Linked DNA regions of Mus musculus: region 2 is linked to region 1. A link is a contact called in public promoter capture Hi-C data. All regions are on one chromosome and are shown on one strand. The core of a region is the stretch at or near the end of the contact, and the rest is flanking DNA. Distances in the headings are between cores, read along the strand shown.

Region 1 (5,127 bases), core at 1,791-4,290:
TCCGACCCGACCGGAATGCGACTGGCTTGAGGTCCAGCCCTTTCGCCTGGGCGGGAGCAGAGCCGCGGAAGCTGCTTGGAGTTGGATGGGGGTAGGAAGGGGCTGGAGCGGGAATCCTACGGTGCAACTGGCCTGGGCCTAAGGTTGGGCATAATGGAGTTGCAGAGGACATCCAGCATTTCAGGGCCGCTGTCGCCGGCCTACACCGGGCAGGTGCCTTACAACTACAACCAACTGGAAGGAAGATTCAAACAGCTCCAAGGTAAGTCCGCTGCCAAGGGCCAGGCCTGCTTGCGGGTGTTCCGACAGGATCCTGGAGCTTTTTGAAGCTTTATTTCTGCCATACGGTACACGACCCTAGTGAAGATAGCAGCCACACCGCCCCAGGTTGACTGTGAGCACCTAATTAAGGCATTAAAGGAGGCAGTTGCTCACACTACTCCAGGCTCTAGATTAGCCACCATTTGTAGTCTCGCCAGTACCTACCTTTTGGTTCTAGGCTCTAGTTGTCAGGTATCCTACTTTCTGTTGTATGTTGTACACACACACACACACACACACACACACACACACACACACACACACACACACACACAGAGAGAGAGAGAGAGAGAGAGAGAGAGAGAGAGAGAGAGAGAGAAACACACACACACCATTCGGGATGCTAGGAGATTAATGTTAATAGATCCATTAGTATGCTTTTATTTCAGCCCGCCTCTTTAACTCCCAGCCCCTTACCTCTGGGAGCACGTAGAGGTGTAAAATACACTGCTCCAGACCCAGTCCAATAGAACAATAGCAAAGGGGAGGAGGAAGTGGTCTTTTTCTTCCTAAGTCCTTGATAAATTAGTTTTAGTTCCTAAGCCTAATTTTAACTCTTGATGTATTGTGTTGGAGGACAGCTTTCCCATTAATTTGGTGGGCTATGTAATTTATAATAAAAGCCACTTATTGTCATTCCAGGGCTATGGGTAGGATTAGTTGGATCACTTACAGACATTTTCTAGAGTCTATGCCAGGCTCAAAGATTTAAGGTATCCAGTATTTTGCTGCACATGTTTTTCTGGAGAGCAGGTTCCTGGAACAGTTGTGTGCTGTTTCTGCTTGTATCCCTGGGCTGTTTCTGACCAGTCAGCATGCCTTGGTCAGCCACTCAGCCTATACGTGACTAAAAAATAAAGGTCTCTAGCTGAAAATAGAGCTTGCACTTAGAAGCCTGTAGAATCTGGTAATAGGTAGGAGTAGCTCTAGTACTGTAAAGAATATCCAAAGACTGTGTGTCTCTTATTTTAACTCCGTCCTAAATGAGGAGGTATGGAAGGAAACATCTTGGTCCTCGTATGTTTTCATTGGAAAGTGGTGATCTCTTTCATTCATTGATTTACTTTTCTTGTAAAGTATTTTGACAACATTGACTTGTTTTGGAAAATGAGGCAGAACAGGATGTGATTTTTAAACATTTGCTAGATGTTGCTGCATTCTTTCAGCGTCTGGCTAAGAGGTGGGTCATTAGCACTGGGAGATCAACTAAGTCTTTAGTTGCATCTCTGAGTCATTGAAAGTGGAATTTGCTTTCTTGAAAATTTAGGTGAGTGAGCTTGCAAGTAGTGAAATAGAAAACATATATTCTAGGTCTTTGAGGAGCCCTACACTTGTAGAATCAAAAGAACTCAGAATGCCCCCTTTCTCCTTGGCCTGGGCTCTCTAAGGAGAAGAAGCACTTACAGGATTCAGTCAGAAAACTGTTTCAAGCCTGTCCATGCTGTGTAGTGTCAGTAAAAACAATCAAACAGTAGAAAGTATAAAAAGAGCCTGGCAGTGATGGGACACGCCTTTAATCCCAGCCCTTGGGAAGCAGAGGCAGGCGGACTTCTGAGTTTGAGGCCAGCCTGGTCTCCAGAGTGAGTTCCAGGATAGCCAGGGCTACACAGAGAAACCCTGTGTAAGAGAAAGTATAAAGAGGATGTGTGTGGAACGCACTGTTTGACCCACCCATAACAAAAGGGTTATTCTAAAAGGTTTAAGTGTAGTTGTAAGTTGCTCACTGCTTGGGGTGGAGCTTATACACAGGAAATGTCTTAACTGTCCTCTTTGGACAAGGAAATGGTTTTTAAAAATCACACGAATGCCCTCTATTTTAGTTCATGTTCTTTTTCCTCAAGGAACTATCTTTTAAAAATGGTGGGGATTAAGTTGTGTAGTAAATATACCAAATTTTTAGAAGTAAGCTCGGTCACTTGCTCTAGCTCCAGATGACTTTTTAAATACTGTGGTTTTGAGTTGCATAAGTTTACTGTTGGTGTTTCTATAACAGAAAACCACCTGTGTTGAAGAACTGAGAAAGGGTGAATTAACTTTCAAATAGGATGGGTCACATTAGGGTCACTAACTTCCAACAGTGTCCTAGTGAGAAGAAAAACAGATTGGGGTTTAAACAGGATGAGAGTTTGGGGGTTTTGTTTGTTTGTTTGTTTGTTTTTTCGAGACAGGGTTTCCCTGGGTAGTCCTGGCTGTCCTGGAACTCACTCTGTAGACCAGGCTGGCCTTAAACTCAGAAATCCACCTGCCTCTGCCTCCCAAGTGCTGGGATTAAAAGCCTGTGCCACAACGCCCAGCTGAGAGTTTATATAAAAACCTTTCTCAGCTCCTGATCCTTGGTGTGCTGTTCTGATCCTTGTAGTTCTTGTAAATGTTATTTTTGATAACATAAATTCTATGTACTGGTATAATTTTATACATGCTCGAAGGCCTGGGGAATAATCTTTCTTAGCTCTTGTCACCTAGTGTATGGGATGTTTTGTTGATTTTTTTTTAATGCCCCCCTTATGAATTTATATACTTGGTATATATGTCTGGGAAGGGCTTTCATTTCATGGAAGTATGTTACTATATTTGTTGCTGGATGCAGTTGGTTGGAGTTTGCTTTTCTAGCAGCTGAGCAAAACCTGATATTAAGAGAAACCTGGTCTGTTTAGATAACATAGTGTGTAGAGATTTATGGGCCAGTGAGTAAGTGGCGGGGTGGGGGTGGGGGAATCTCATTGGCTTAAGGAACTGAGAGATACTGGTTTTGGTTAGCTTGTTTTAATCACTCCTAAGTTCATAATAAGAGAGGTCAGGGTCTTCAATCTCTGAACTCTGACTTTAGCCACCAGTACATAGCTTTCTTTCATTTTTCCACCTGTCAAATTAAATTATTCAGGTCAACCCCTGTCTTATAAAGTTGGATTCATTTTCTGTTGTTGCTTTTTTTACTTTAAGATAAGCGAAGAAAGTTGAAACAACTGGTTTCAGCTTCCTGCTTAGAAAACTGTGATTACAGAAGTTCACAATACCTTCCCTGTAGTTGTACATCTGCCTGCTTAGTCCTTGTGGGAGAATCCTCTGCCTTGTTAGTCTCCCACTGTGTTCTCTTATGCATGCTTATTGTATATGAAAAAGTATACGCTCTTGAGCTTGGCATTCAGGACTTGTGCAAATGGCCCTATACTGTGTGGTCTTCCTCTTCCAACTCCTTCACTGCAGTCAAACCTGTAGACAGGTAGTCAGTCCCTCATCTCTAGCCTGCCTTCTTCCGCTTCCCTTCCTCTCAGCCCAGAGCACTGATTGGCTGTAGCAGTGAGATAGCAGAGGCAGAATCCAGAGGGAAAGCATCAAAACAGGTTTTGTTTGTTTGTTTTGTTTTTTTAAATCTTCTTTGCACCTTACTCTATGGTTAGCACCATTCTGGAGAAGCGCTTTCTGCAGCTTCTGGCTGGATGAGTTTGCCCTAGAATACTGAATTTCGGGCCACAGGAGTTCATTTCCCTGCTCATTACATGCTGAGGTGCTTTCTAATTACGTGTGTGTGTGTGTGTGTGTGTGTGTGTGTGTGTGTGTGTGTGTGTGTGTGTTTTGTGTTTTCCCTTGGAAGTGGGAAGAAAGCATCATATGTCCTAGAGGTTACAGATTTTTGTCACCCACCCAGTGTGATAGCTGGGAGCGGTCTCCAGTCCTCTGAAAGAGTAGCAAGCACTGTAACCATTAGGCTGTCTTTCCAGCCTCTTAACTATAAAAATTAATAATTTACTTACTTATACTGTATATGTATGTGACGTGTATGGAGGTTAGAGGACAGCTCTGTGGAGTTGGATACCACCTTCAAACTTTCTATGGGTCCTGAGCATTGAACTAAAAGTTCACTAGTCTTGCTCAGTAAGTTCCTTTATACATTGAGCTATCTTACCAGCTCTTAATTCCCTGTCACCCTTTTCTACTACTGAACCACCATTTTTGAGACAGGGACTCATATAATCCAAACACACTATGTAATTGAGTCTGGCCTTAAATTCCTTGTTCTTTTCAAAATGTTGGGATTATAGGTGCCCACCACCATCCTTGGCTATTTTAATTTCTTAGGTCTTGGAGAAAGATGAGTGCTGATTTTATACCCATGATTCATAAAGAACCCTTATATCTTTATCTTTTCAAGACAAGGTTTCTCTGCATATCCCTGGCTATTCTGGAACTTTCTCTAGCCTAACCTGGCCTAGAACTCAAAGAGTTCTGCCTGCCTCTATCTTCTGAGTGCTGGGATTAAAGGCGAGGGCCACTATCACTCTGTCACAGAAAAACATTTATTAAGTTTTTAGTAAACTTTTGGTTTGTGGTGTGACTTAAAATATATGCTTTACCTCATTTCAATAGCCTTAGAGAAAGAAAATGTCTAAGTCTATACTTAAGGTCTTAAAGACAAATGTTCAGTATTTCCCATTACAATGTGAACAGACTTGATGACATAATTTTTAAATTTATTTTGTGTATGGATGTTTTACCTGCATGTATGTATGCATAGCATGTTGTGCCTTGTGTCCTCAGACTTCAGAAGAGGGTGTCAGATCCCCTGGGACTGTGTACATGGAGATGGTTGTGAGCCATGTGGGCTCAGGTAGGAGCTAAACCTGGGTCCTCTACAAGAGCAGCAAGTGCTCTTGACCTCTGACCCAACTTTCTAGACCAACATTATTTTTATCTTCAGTATATGAGTGTTTTTCCTGCATGTGTATGGAATGCCTATGGAAGCTAGAGAGATGATGTTAGAGTCCCGGAAATAAAACTTAGTTATTAAGAGCCATGGGAGTGCTGGGA
Region 2 (5,127 bases), core at 1,398-3,897, 790 kb before region 1:
AGAATAACCAAGATACAATTTGCAAAACCCATGAAACTCAAGAAGAAGGAAGACGAAAGTGTGGACACTTCAATCCTTCTTAGAAGGGGAAACAAAATTCCCATGGAAGGAGTTACAGAGACAAGTTTCGGGCACAGACTGAAGGCATGACCATCCAGAAACTGCCCCACCTGGGGATCCACCCCATAAACAGCCACCAAACCCAGACACTATTGCAGATGCCAACAAGAGCTTGCTGAAAGAAGACTGATATAGCTGTCTCCTGCGAGGCTCTGCCAGTGCCTGACTAATACAGAAGTGGATGCTCACAGCCATCCATTAGATGGAGCACAGTGTCCCCAATGAAGGAGCTAGAGAAAGCACCCAAGGAGCTGAAGGGGTTTGTAGCCCCACAGGAGGAAAAACAATATGAACTAACCAGTAACCCCCGACCTCTTGGGACTAAACCACCAATCAAAGAAAACTCACGGAGAGACTCATGGCTTTAGCTGCATATGTAGCAGAGGATGGCCTAGTTGGCCATCAATGGGAGGAGAGGGCCTTGGTCCTGTGAAGGATCTATGCCCCAGTATAGGGGAATGTCTGGACCAGGAAGAGGGAGTAGGTGGGTTGGGGAGCAGGGGAAGAGGGGAGAGGATAGGGGATTTTTGGAGGGGAAACTAGGAAAAGGGCTAACTATTGAAATGTAAATAAAGAAAATATCTAATAGGAAAAAAAAAGAAAAATGACAGCAAAGAGTTTAAGAAAAATAATTATGGCAAGCATTGTGAAACCACAACTTGTTATTTTATGGGGTCTCATGCCTTCTTCTGGTGTCTCTGAAGAGAGCAATGGTGGTGTATTCATATGCATAAAATAAATAAATAAATGTAATATATACGTATTTTTTTTCATTCTCTGAAGTTAGCATTTTCCTCTAGTATTGCTGAAGATCAAAAGCAGAAATCCTCATAAATGGGCAATCGCCCAACATTTCTAGACTTATTCCTCCATAAAGAATCAGAATGGTTGAAGTGAGAAATAGCACTAACTCAACAGATGATAGTATTTCTTAGAATGTTTGACCTCTTGGAGAGATGCATTAAACAAGTTTCTCCCCAGAAAAATGCAAATCCAAGCCAAATTTTCTACAGTTTAAGTAGTAACTGCTTCAACACTTTCAAAAGTCTGTATTTGAGTTCAGTGTTTGGAACCTTTATCTAGAGTGTGTATTTTAAAAATCCCTATAACTTAGGAGGAATTTTTTTTTTGCTTCCTTACTATTTATATCACTATAGCAACATTTAGGACATCAGCTTGCTTTTCAGTGGGGTGCCAATCAAAGACAAAAAACAAAGCTCTGTTCTTTTTGGGGGGAGGGAGTGTATATATATCACTTAATTTTCAATTTTTGAGAAATTCAAATACATAAAATATTATAATCTTAAGAATACAAAGAACACAACCCAAAGGAAGACTAAGAAAATATGTTTCCCAATAGTCAACAGTGGTTCTACATATTTTCCCACTAGTGTTTTTATCTAAAATTTAAGGTGTCCTGCCATAGTTCTGCAAGAATAGAACTGTCTGATGGGGAGGCAATGAAAATACTTAAGAGTTAAGAAGGAAATCCAGGAAAAACAATACATTTTAAACTAAATATAAGAATTCTCCTCAACCATCCAAATTAAGTGTTCAGTAAAGAATATTCATTATCCTCAAAGTTTCTTATTAAACAAAACAGCAGCCATTCACCTGAGAAAAGAAAAGGATTCTATAAGCAGCACTGTAAAAGCCACTGGTGAAGTAATGTAATGGGAGAGTGCACCTGCTCGTCTCTGAGCCTCCGAGATTAAGACTGAACAAACTGTTCTTTGAAGTTTAAATAAGTGGTAGGTTTCAAAAGTGAGAAAAATGGCTGAGGTGCCTACTTAACATCATAATAGGCACTGACTGCCAAGTTCTTCCTGCATCCTTCGGTCCTGATCTATTTCAGGACCCTCCTGCTGGCATACCCCAACCCCTACTCTAAACTTTTCCATCCCTAGGGCTGGGCTGACCTTCTAGCAGCAGCCCTTTCCTATATAATCCAACCAAATCCCTTTTGAGCCTCCAGGCTGCTGCACCTAGTCCCTCTCTCTCATCTTTCTTTCCCTCCCTCTTCTCACATGGCACAGCTCAGTTTGGTCCTGCCCACTGTGAACTGTTCCAGATGTCTCTTACTGTATAAAAACCTCTCTCCTTCATCATGCTTAAACAGTCCCGTTCTTCCCCCCCTCCCCCCAATCTGATAAGCAACTTCCATTAGAATCCAGTTGCTTTTTCACACACATAAAACTACTGTTTTGCTTCTATTTAAAAGCAAAGGACACAGGACTTGGTCATACAGATATTATACTTCCGGGATCTGCCACTCTGGCTGCTGTTTGATGTGGGCAGCTAGCCAATTTTCAAAGCACAACAAAATGACTACGTGCTAATTGTGGTGCCCTATAAGACAGGAGTCCTGCCTTTTCTCCTCTTTCAATTCTCACTAGAAAAAAAGGTGGGAGGGGTGCTGCTCCAACTCGAGAGTCGTAAAACTCTAAAGAATTGTGGGTAATGTAGTCCCCTGCCTCCCATTCCCTACCCCCACCCCTCCCGCACCATAGAAGCTCTGAAAACCCAGTGTGCTTTGCGCCGCACATCAGGCGAAGCCAGAGCGCCTGGCACTGCCCCAGCAGCCGGTTACTCCCCTCGGTAGCAGTCTCGTTCTGAAGTCCGAGTGCCGGTCAGGGTCCAGAAAGATGTGGGTGTTTGGTTATGGGTCCCTCATCTGGAAGGTGGACTTCCCCTACCAGGACAAGCTGGTTGGTTACATCACAAACTACAGTCGGCGCTTCTGGCAAGGTAGCACGGACCACCGCGGGGTCCCAGGCAAGGTAAGGAGCCAGCGCCTCATGCCCACCTACCCAGCAGAGCACTGGAACAGGATAAAGCTCTCAACTTCATTGGCCACCTGCCCTTGCCTCTCTCAAGAAGTGGATATCCTTAGGCCGCTTCAGAAGCCAGTAATTAGTTTCTAAAGCAGAAAGCACGGGCACAGGGAGCTCGCCCAAGGCTGAAGTGGCCAGGACAGCACCCTTATCTTGGCAACCTCTGCCACCCCACAAAATAATAAAGTTGAATTTTCATGTCACCACATGGTCAGTGTGTAAATTCGTTGATATGTCTATATTATGCCAGGTTTTTACTGGTCTGAATTTATATGTGCCTGTAAATTTCCAATTTATGTTTCCAATGTTTTAGTTTTAAAATGCCTAAGATCATGAAAGAACTAGTTTCCAGTCATTCCAATTTTTATGCCCATGGTGATTTTTTGATTGAGAGGTATAAGCAAAGTTATGTGAGGTTTGCAGTTCGTTCTGAGTAATGAATTGAAAATCTCCATTATTTGAATGTTCCTTCTCCATAGTTCTCTTGAATTATTAATGTAAATACAAATCATTGGATCTGTTTTTCAGTTCGGTCATATAAAGCATTCAGCTCTCCAGGGGTTCAGAGTGTTAGAAGCAGCTCACTATTTGCCTTGGCTACAAAAAAAAAAAAAAAAAAAAAAAAAAAATCTGTGGAAAAAAAAAGTTAAACAAGTATGAACTAGTAACTTGTTTGGTTAATATCTAACCTTTGGTTTTGAATGTTCCTGTGTTCTCCAACATACTCTTAAAATTAGCCTAGTCTGCTGGTACAAAATTGTAATCCAAAAGAATATCACAAGTTCAATACTGGCCTGGACCTCAAGCTCAGAAACAAGTCTGGGAATATAGCTTAGTAGTAGAGTTCTTACCTAGTGCATGCAAGGCCCTGCCCGAGTTCAATTCCCAGCACCATTTTTAAAAAATACTCTAAAGCATAATATTCTGAAATACTGGAAACCAAGTATCAGAAGAGATTTTAGGAAAGGGAAAGATCACAGTGTGTACCTGCTCAAAAGATACAGGCTTTAAATCAGGAAGAGCATCTGAGGTAGAACCATTCTAACTACAGTTTGTCAATTTAGAATTAAGGTAGACTTTCCTGGCCTGGTGGAACCCAAACAGAGGCCAATGTTTATTTACATCAACAGAAACACCATAACCAAAGAATTACCAAGACTACTATAAAACAATATTTAAAATATTAAAGAATTAAAATAAATAAAATGCCTTTTAGGTATATATATGTATGTATGTATATGTATGTATGTATGTATATATATATATATATACCTTAAACTAGCTTTTCATTTTAATAACCAAACATTAAGCAGGCAGGTATGTGGTTATGACTGCATATTTTACAACATAGGCTCAATCAAAGGGTATCTTTCTTACATAGCACATTAAGATATGTGTACTGTCACGCAGACTGCTGGTAAAAAAAAAAATTGTCTAATCAATACAATATTTCTTTAAAAGTCCATGGTTTGTTTTCAGATTTTGTTGTTGTGATGGTTTTGTTTTGTGGTGGTGCTGTTTGTGTATATCAGTTTTAAAAAGTAGGATCAGAGACCCCAGCATAACCGTACACATCTTTAATGCCAGCACTTGGGAGGCAGATGCATGTGAATCTCTGAATTGAGGCCAGAGCTACATAGTTAAGACCCTGTCTTTGGGAAGATGGGGTCAATGGTTCTTTAAAAGGAAAAGATAACTTTTTAAAATTACATTTTTAATAAGGCCAGAGATGTAGCTCATCAAGTAAAGGACAAGACTGACTCCTACAAGGTACCCTCTGACCTCAACACACAAGCCATGGCACAGGTGTGTACATAGAAAGTAAATAAATGTTAAAAAAAAAAAAAGTAGTAAGAGATCTATCAAAGCCAATGTTTCTTTGTGCTTCAGCTCACTAAGACTTAAAGGGCGTTGGCTAATAGTTTTACACCTTTCATTTCAAAATAACAACGAGGAAAACATAGAACATTAACAGAACTTTTTAGCACTAAATATATTCCTTTTTTTTCCCCTTGGTTTTTCAAGGCAGGATTTCTCTGTGTAGCCCTGGCTGTCCTGGAACTCACTCTGTAGACCAGGCTGGCCTCGAACTCAGAAATCTGCCTGCCTCTGCCTCCCAAGTGCTGGAATTAAAGTCATGTGCCACCACTGCCCAGCACTAAATATATTTCAA

The links. Promoter capture Hi-C pulls out the DNA fragments that hold promoters and counts their contacts.
Region 2: a promoter capture Hi-C map of pre-B cells shows a contact between it and region 1. The contact joins the promoter of Chac2 here to the enhancer-like site in region 1. A contact is called at or near these places in 3 of 39 promoter capture datasets (cranial neural crest, embryonic stem cells and pre-B cells), 4 of 115 datasets of contacts at active chromatin or transcription factors (embryonic stem cells, memory CD8 T cells, stem cell-derived neural progenitor cells and 1 more) and 2 of 9 other capture datasets (adipose tissue and liver).

What each region holds. Positions count from the first base shown.
Region 1 is chr11:30,192,859-30,197,985 of GRCm38.p6, reverse strand. All of the region lies in intron 1 of Sptbn1 (spectrin beta, non-erythrocytic 1), which reads left to right. Among named protein-coding and RNA genes, the nearest start is that of Sptbn1, 24 kb to the left of the region's middle. Within about 2 kb of position 3,040, at least 10 of the 459 cell types and tissues checked have an H3K27ac peak or open chromatin away from gene starts, as enhancers often do. A contact at or near this core is called in pre-B cells, where this site is marked.
Region 2 is chr11:30,983,885-30,989,011 of GRCm38.p6, reverse strand. Chac2 (ChaC, cation transport regulator 2) reads left to right here and starts at 2,647. Exons shown (of 3, transcript NM_026527.3): 1 at 2,647-2,900. The coding sequence starts at 2,766. The region is part of intron 1 of Asb3 (ankyrin repeat and SOCS box-containing 3); the gene reads right to left.